2 separate regions of the Sus scrofa genome follow, and region 1 is linked to region 2. The links are chromatin contacts, called in public HiChIP or PLAC-seq maps. All regions are on one chromosome and are shown on one strand. Each heading gives the region's core, a stretch centred on a gene start, on an enhancer-like site or on the middle of the called end of the contact. The rest is flanking DNA. Distances are from core to core; before and after follow the strand shown. Region 1 overlaps LOC102164422. Region 2 overlaps TGFB2 (transforming growth factor beta-2).

The links. HiChIP or PLAC-seq counts read pairs in DNA pulled down with a chosen protein or histone mark.
Region 1: a contact with region 2 is called in an H3K27ac HiChIP or PLAC-seq map of skeletal muscle. The contact joins two enhancer-like sites. A contact is called at or near these places in 5 of 47 Hi-C or Micro-C datasets (embryonic fibroblasts, fetal skeletal muscle and omental adipose tissue) and 1 of 2 datasets of contacts at active chromatin or transcription factors (skeletal muscle).

Annotation. Positions count from the first base shown.
Region 1 is chr10:8,561,020-8,563,719 of Sscrofa11.1, forward strand. All of the region lies in intron 8 of LOC102164422, which reads right to left. Among named protein-coding and RNA genes, the nearest start is that of TGFB2, 260 kb to the left of the region's middle. Within about 2 kb of position 1,327, at least 5 of the 83 cell types and tissues checked have an H3K27ac peak or open chromatin away from gene starts, as enhancers often do. A contact at or near this core is called in skeletal muscle, where this site is marked.
Region 2 is chr10:8,323,412-8,326,418 of Sscrofa11.1, forward strand. The region is part of intron 1 of TGFB2 (transforming growth factor beta-2); the gene reads left to right. Among named protein-coding and RNA genes, the nearest start is that of TGFB2, 19 kb to the left of the region's middle. Within about 2 kb of position 1,525, at least 5 of the 83 cell types and tissues checked have an H3K27ac peak or open chromatin away from gene starts, as enhancers often do. A contact at or near this core is called in skeletal muscle, where this site is marked.

The DNA.
Region 1 (2,700 bases), core at 77-2,576, 240 kb after region 2:
GTTTCCACGTCTTGGCTATTGGACATGGTGCTACAATAAACATCTTTTTGAATTATGCTTTTCTCCAGTTACGTGCCAGGAGTGGGATTGCTGGAACACACGGTAGTTCCTCCTCTTTTTTCTCTTCTTCTCCTCCCTCCCCCTCCTTCTTCTCATCTTTGTCTTCATCTTCGTCAGGTCCTACACATGCCTTTTACGTTATAAATATTTGGAGGAAGGGAACCCTTCCTCATATCTCTTTTGTTTTTAAGTTTTATTGGAGGATAGTTGACTTACAATGTACTGGTTTCAGGTGTACAGCAAAGTGAATCAGTCTTACATATAAAGTATATCCGTTCTTTTTTCCATGTGGGTTATTACAAACTATTGAGTCGATGTCCCCATGCTATACAGTAGGCTCTGGGTAATCATCTATTTTACAGAATAATGTGTATACGTTATTCCCATTCCCCCCAGTTCCTTCCTCATACCTCTTTGAATTCCCTCTGACAGCCTATTACGGTGCTTCCCACATACTAGGAATCAAATTTTTGCTGAGTTAGTGGTGAGGTGGCAGAGAGGAGAATTAACTTTTTCAAATAAGGCATAATTTCGTTAGAGCACTTTAGGAAAGGCTTAAGGTTGTTTTCTTCATCTTTAAAAAAAAAAAAACTTGAAAAATGTATGCGGGCTAGACATATTAACGTTCCCTGGGATGGCCTGGCTCTGGTTACGTAGCGTCATGGCTGGGGTCACGCTTTCACCAGAGGTCACATTTTAGAGAATGCAGCTTTGAAGCTTCTCTGCACAAGGGTGTAGTTTCAAGTCACTAATAACTCAGGAACACTTGATCTCTTTCCTTATTCTTGCCCAGATGAGTCATTTTCTTGGTAGTTTACCTTGAGCTCCTCCTATTTATACACAGCAGACTAGCTGGCATGGAAAACTGTCTGCATCTGTCTTTCATATTCAAACATATAGCTTTTCTTTCTCTGTGTTCTTCTTTTCCTCAATCGTGCATTTCTCCGGTCCTGTTGTTTTTGCCGACAAGTAGAGAAATTTCTTCCAGGGTAAGTTGGTCCCAGATCCCTCAGGAAAGTGGGGTCTTTACCTTTGACTGAATTTATTATTTAAGAAAAAATAAATAACAAAGAGACTCACTGCATTGTTTCCCAAAGAATGATCCAGAAGAATTTCCACTTTTCAGAGCCTCATTTGTTTTCCAAATCCCCGAAGAGAGATTTGACTCAGCAAAAAATGAGTTTTGAGCCTTCTTCAGCAGCAGCAACGGCAGCTGAGCTGTGGATCTTGGCTCTAGGACTGGCCTAGTTATTCAGCAGATACTGTCCCAGCCAAGCCCTGGAAGAGATTTTAGCCACTGCCACAAAGGCTGCCTACCAACTGTTGCCTAGGTGAGGGGAGCCTGGCCATAGACCCTGGCTGCCTCCCCTTCTCCAAATCTGCCTGATTCATTTGTTCACACCACACCTTCAGAGGGCAAGGTAGGCTTGCTTTCTTCTTGCTTGCGTTTTTTTCCCCCTCTTTTCTCCCTCTTTTTCTTTTTTGACCTGGCCAGTGATCCAGCCAAAAATGGAATTAGAGAAGGCACCCACGGATCATCAACAGACAAAACAAGAAAAACTACTGCTGCTTATTTTTAAGTTTTTAAAATTTCATATATATATATATATTTTCCCCCCCCTGTGAGTATCTTGGGCTTTGAACCACACTTTGCCTTTTGTAGTTTTGACTTAAAGATTCGTCTTCTCTGAGTCTTGTAGTTGTAGGAAAGGCAACTGGTTGATAAATGGTGTGATGTACACATATGGAGTGGTTGTGACACAAAACACAGAAGCTTTTAAAAAAAAGATTGATAGATGTGACTACATAAAAAAAGAAAAAGGAGAAAAAATAGAAAAATGCCATAGGTAAAGTCAGAGGAAAGATGAAAATAGAGTTAAATGTTTGAGGAGATCCCATCGTGGCTCAGTGGTTAATGAATCCAACTAGGAACCATGAGGTTGCAGGTTCGATCCCTGGCCTTGCTCAGTGGGTTAAGGATCCAGTGTTGCTGTGAGCTGTGGTGTAGGCTGGCAGCTGTAGCTCCGATTCAATCCCTAGCCTGGGAACCTCCATAAGCAGTGGGAGCGGCCCCAGAAAAGGCAAAAAGACAAAAAAAAAAAAAAAAGAGAGAGAGATAGAAAAATGTTTGAAACATTTCTCAAAGGACTAATTTCTTTAATATAGAAAAAGCTTCTGCAAATCATCAAGAAGACAATCAATAATTTAGTTTAAAAATTGCAAAATATGGAGTTCTGTCATGGCTCAGTGGAAACAATCTGACCAGTACCATGAGGACACAGGTGTGATCCCTGGCCTTGCTCAGTGGGTTAAGAATCCGGTGTTGCTGTGAGCTGTGGTGTAGGTTACAGACACAGCTCGATCTAACGTTGCTGTTGCTGTGGCCTTAGGCTGGAGGCTACAGCTCTCATCCCACCCCTAGCCTGGGAACCTCCATAGGCTGCAGGTGCAGCCCTAAAAGGTTAAAAAAAAAAAAAAAAGAAGCAAAATATATAAATTGAAACTTCAGGGAAATGCAACTAAAATGGCTTCTAAATGGGAAAAGATGCTCAAACTCACTCAGTAAAATAAATACAAAGTGAAACTAGATTCAGATAACATTTTCCACATATCAGATCCAACTGTACTGGCAAGACTGTG
Region 2 (3,007 bases), core at 275-2,774:
CCTCCATACACCTTGGTGCAGCCCTAAAAAGACAAAAAAATAAAATAAATAAAATCAAGATATCAAAAAAAGAAAAGAAAACCTGATTCTATTGAGAATATACATTTACTATAGTACAGATAGTACAGAAAGCCTCGGAATGACTAGAAGCCACCAGGGGAATAAAAAGAGTGAAACGCTGGGCGTTCCCATCATAGCTCAGTGGTTAGTGAACCCAACTGGCATCCATAAGGATGTGGGTTCAATCCCTGGCCTCGCTCAGTGGGTTAAGGATCCGGCATTGCCGTGAGCTGTGGTGTAGGTCGCAGACACGGCTCGGATCTGGTGTGGCTGTGGCTGTGGCGTAGGCCAGTAGCTACAGCTCTGATTCTACCCCTGGCCTGGGAACCTCCATGTGCTGTGGGTGTGGCCCTAAAAAAGACAAACAGACCAAAAAAAAGAAAAAAAAAAAAAACCCAACAACAAAGAGTGGAGCATCTAATCTGTGCTTTTAAAGCTCCCTTTTGTGAGAGGGATTATAGTTAGGTTTCCAGCTCTACATTTCTGTTGTATTTCACTGTCTAAAGCAAGGAGTTAATTGTGTGATTTGTTTTTTGTTTTTTTTCCTCACCAGCCTTTTGGAAAAGACGAGGGCAGGGGATGAGAGAAGGAGAGCCCTTGTTGACTAGCCCCCACGGCCCTGGTGCTTAAGCCTCGTCATCCTAAACTTCCCCCCTGGGCGCCGGGGCAGGGCCAGGAGCAGCACCCCGCTTCTCAGGAGACGGTGGGCTGGGAGCGCTAACGGCCTTGGCCTTGGCCTTGGCCCTCGAGCCCTGAGAGGGGCCAGTGCCCAAGTCTGACTTCAGGCCTGGTCCCCACACCCTCCACCATGGGGACCCCAACCTTTTTTCTTTTTTCTTTTGGTTGGTCTTCTTTTTGCTTTCCCTTCGGATTCCCGCCCCACGCATTTTCGCATCCTCTTGGATAATCTTCCTACACGGCGGATCAATTTCCCTTTCCTCTTTCATCCTCGCAAGCCGGTGGGCGGGGAGGGCGGCCTCCCCCAGCTCTGGGCCCCCCGACACGCCTTCCCACTTGGGGTTACTGCCGGTCGTTGAATGGCTGTGCGTTTCCCTCTTTCTTTGGTGAGAAAACACTGGGAACCCACCCTGCTCCTCCCGAGCCTGGGAAAACCAGGAGGGCCCGGGAGGGTGAGGAAGAGGAGCCAGTGCACGGCTTCCCGGACGGTGGGAGGCTCTCGCGCCCCACCCAGCTTCCCGCCTGGGAGAAAACCCCGCCGACCCTTCCAGACCTTCCAGGCAAGACTGCTGAGCAGTGGGGCTCTGCAATTTTTTTCTTTTCTTTCTTTCTTTTTTTTTTTTTTTTTGGTCTCTGTTCTTAGAAATAGTAATTGAGTAAAAATGTAAGTGAGCGGGTGCCAGGGGCAGACATCCAGGGTCAGGGTGAAATTTCTCCATGCTGAGTGTGATTCTGAACACTCGTTAAGTGGAGGCCGGCCTGTGCCAAGCAGCTCCAGGGCCGTCCCTGTCACCTTGCGTGAACCGCCTCTCCACTCCAGGGAGATGTCAGGAGCGGCCGCAGCGAGTGCGCGGGGCCCGTGGCGCCTCTGGCTTTCCTCGCTCCGTCTCCACCCTGGCTGGAGTGATCACGGCGTGTCCTGACACTGATGCTGGGACTGGCAGCGCCAACGCTAGATGTAAAGTCCCCGGAGGAAGAAAGGGTCCCTGCTCCTCGCAGCCCACGTGGCTGCAGCGTCATTTCTCTTCCTTTCCGTTCGCTGTCCCCCCAGATGGAGGTTAGGGGCAGGTTGGGTGTGAGAGTCCAGATGTCATCTAAGCTGTAAGAATCCAGAAGGGCAGCGGGAAAGAAGTCTCTGAAGGAAATGGGTTGAAAGTCACGAAGGTGACCTCAGCTTCGTTTGTTTGTTTTGTGAGTATTTACTGAGTGTGATGCTTTCAATGAGCTTGATTAAAATGTAAAGATTGGGAGTTCCCGTTCTGGCTCAGAGGGTTAAGAACACAACTAGTGTCCGGGAGGATACAGGTTCCATCTCTGGCCTCCATCTGTGGGTTAAGGATCCAGTGTTACTGGAAGCTGCAGCGTAGATTGCTGATGTGGCTCAGATCAGGTGTTGCCATGGCTGTGGTGTAGGCTGCAGCTGCAGCTCCAATTTGACCCCAGCCCAGAAACCTCCATATGCCACAGGTGCGGCCCTAAAAACAAAACAGATTTAACCATGGGCTTCTCAAAGGATGGCCTGCATGTGTATGTCCCAAAGGGTCACAGAAAGCAGATTTCCAGCCTTTCTCACACCTGCAGAGGCAGAATCACTGGGGTGGGGGTGGGTGAGGGGCACCAAAGAGTCTGAGCCTTTAAGAGGCAGCGCAGGTGAGTCTGACCTCACTAGGCTGAGGCTCGGATGTCCCCTTCTGCCCATCTGTTTACTCAAAGTCCTTCAGCAGGAAGGATTTGGATCCAGCAGGGCCATCGTCTGATCCCGTGGTCCCTCCAGGGTGAGACCCTGAATCCACAGCATGGCTGAGTTCTCACCCTGCGTTTGCTGTGTCCCCAGATGCTTACACATCTTCCGGTAGATCAGATGTCTGCCCTGCATATGCCCTGCTCACCATCCGCCACGTGAGCGTGCGAGCAGGTGAATGCTCCCACGGGGGCGGGGTGTGGCTGCTGGTCTGCAGGTTGCACGTGGGGGTGAGAACACGCAGCTGTGGCTCCGAAGGGGTGTTTCAAAATGAATGTATGATGTGTGAGCGCCATGTAACTGACCATGTCTGTGTCGGTGTATAACACGGAATTCACCGAGGTGGTGATTGGTCGAAGCACTGCTGACCTCTTCATGGCCTGAACCCTGTTCTGAGACATTCCATGGGGTTAGGGTCTGGCCAACAGGGGGATGTAAATGCTACAGTCTCAGCCAGACGCAGCTCCAAGGCACTGCAGCGTGCTCTTTCCAGATAGTGTTTTTCTCCAGCGAAGGTACGAGAGAGCA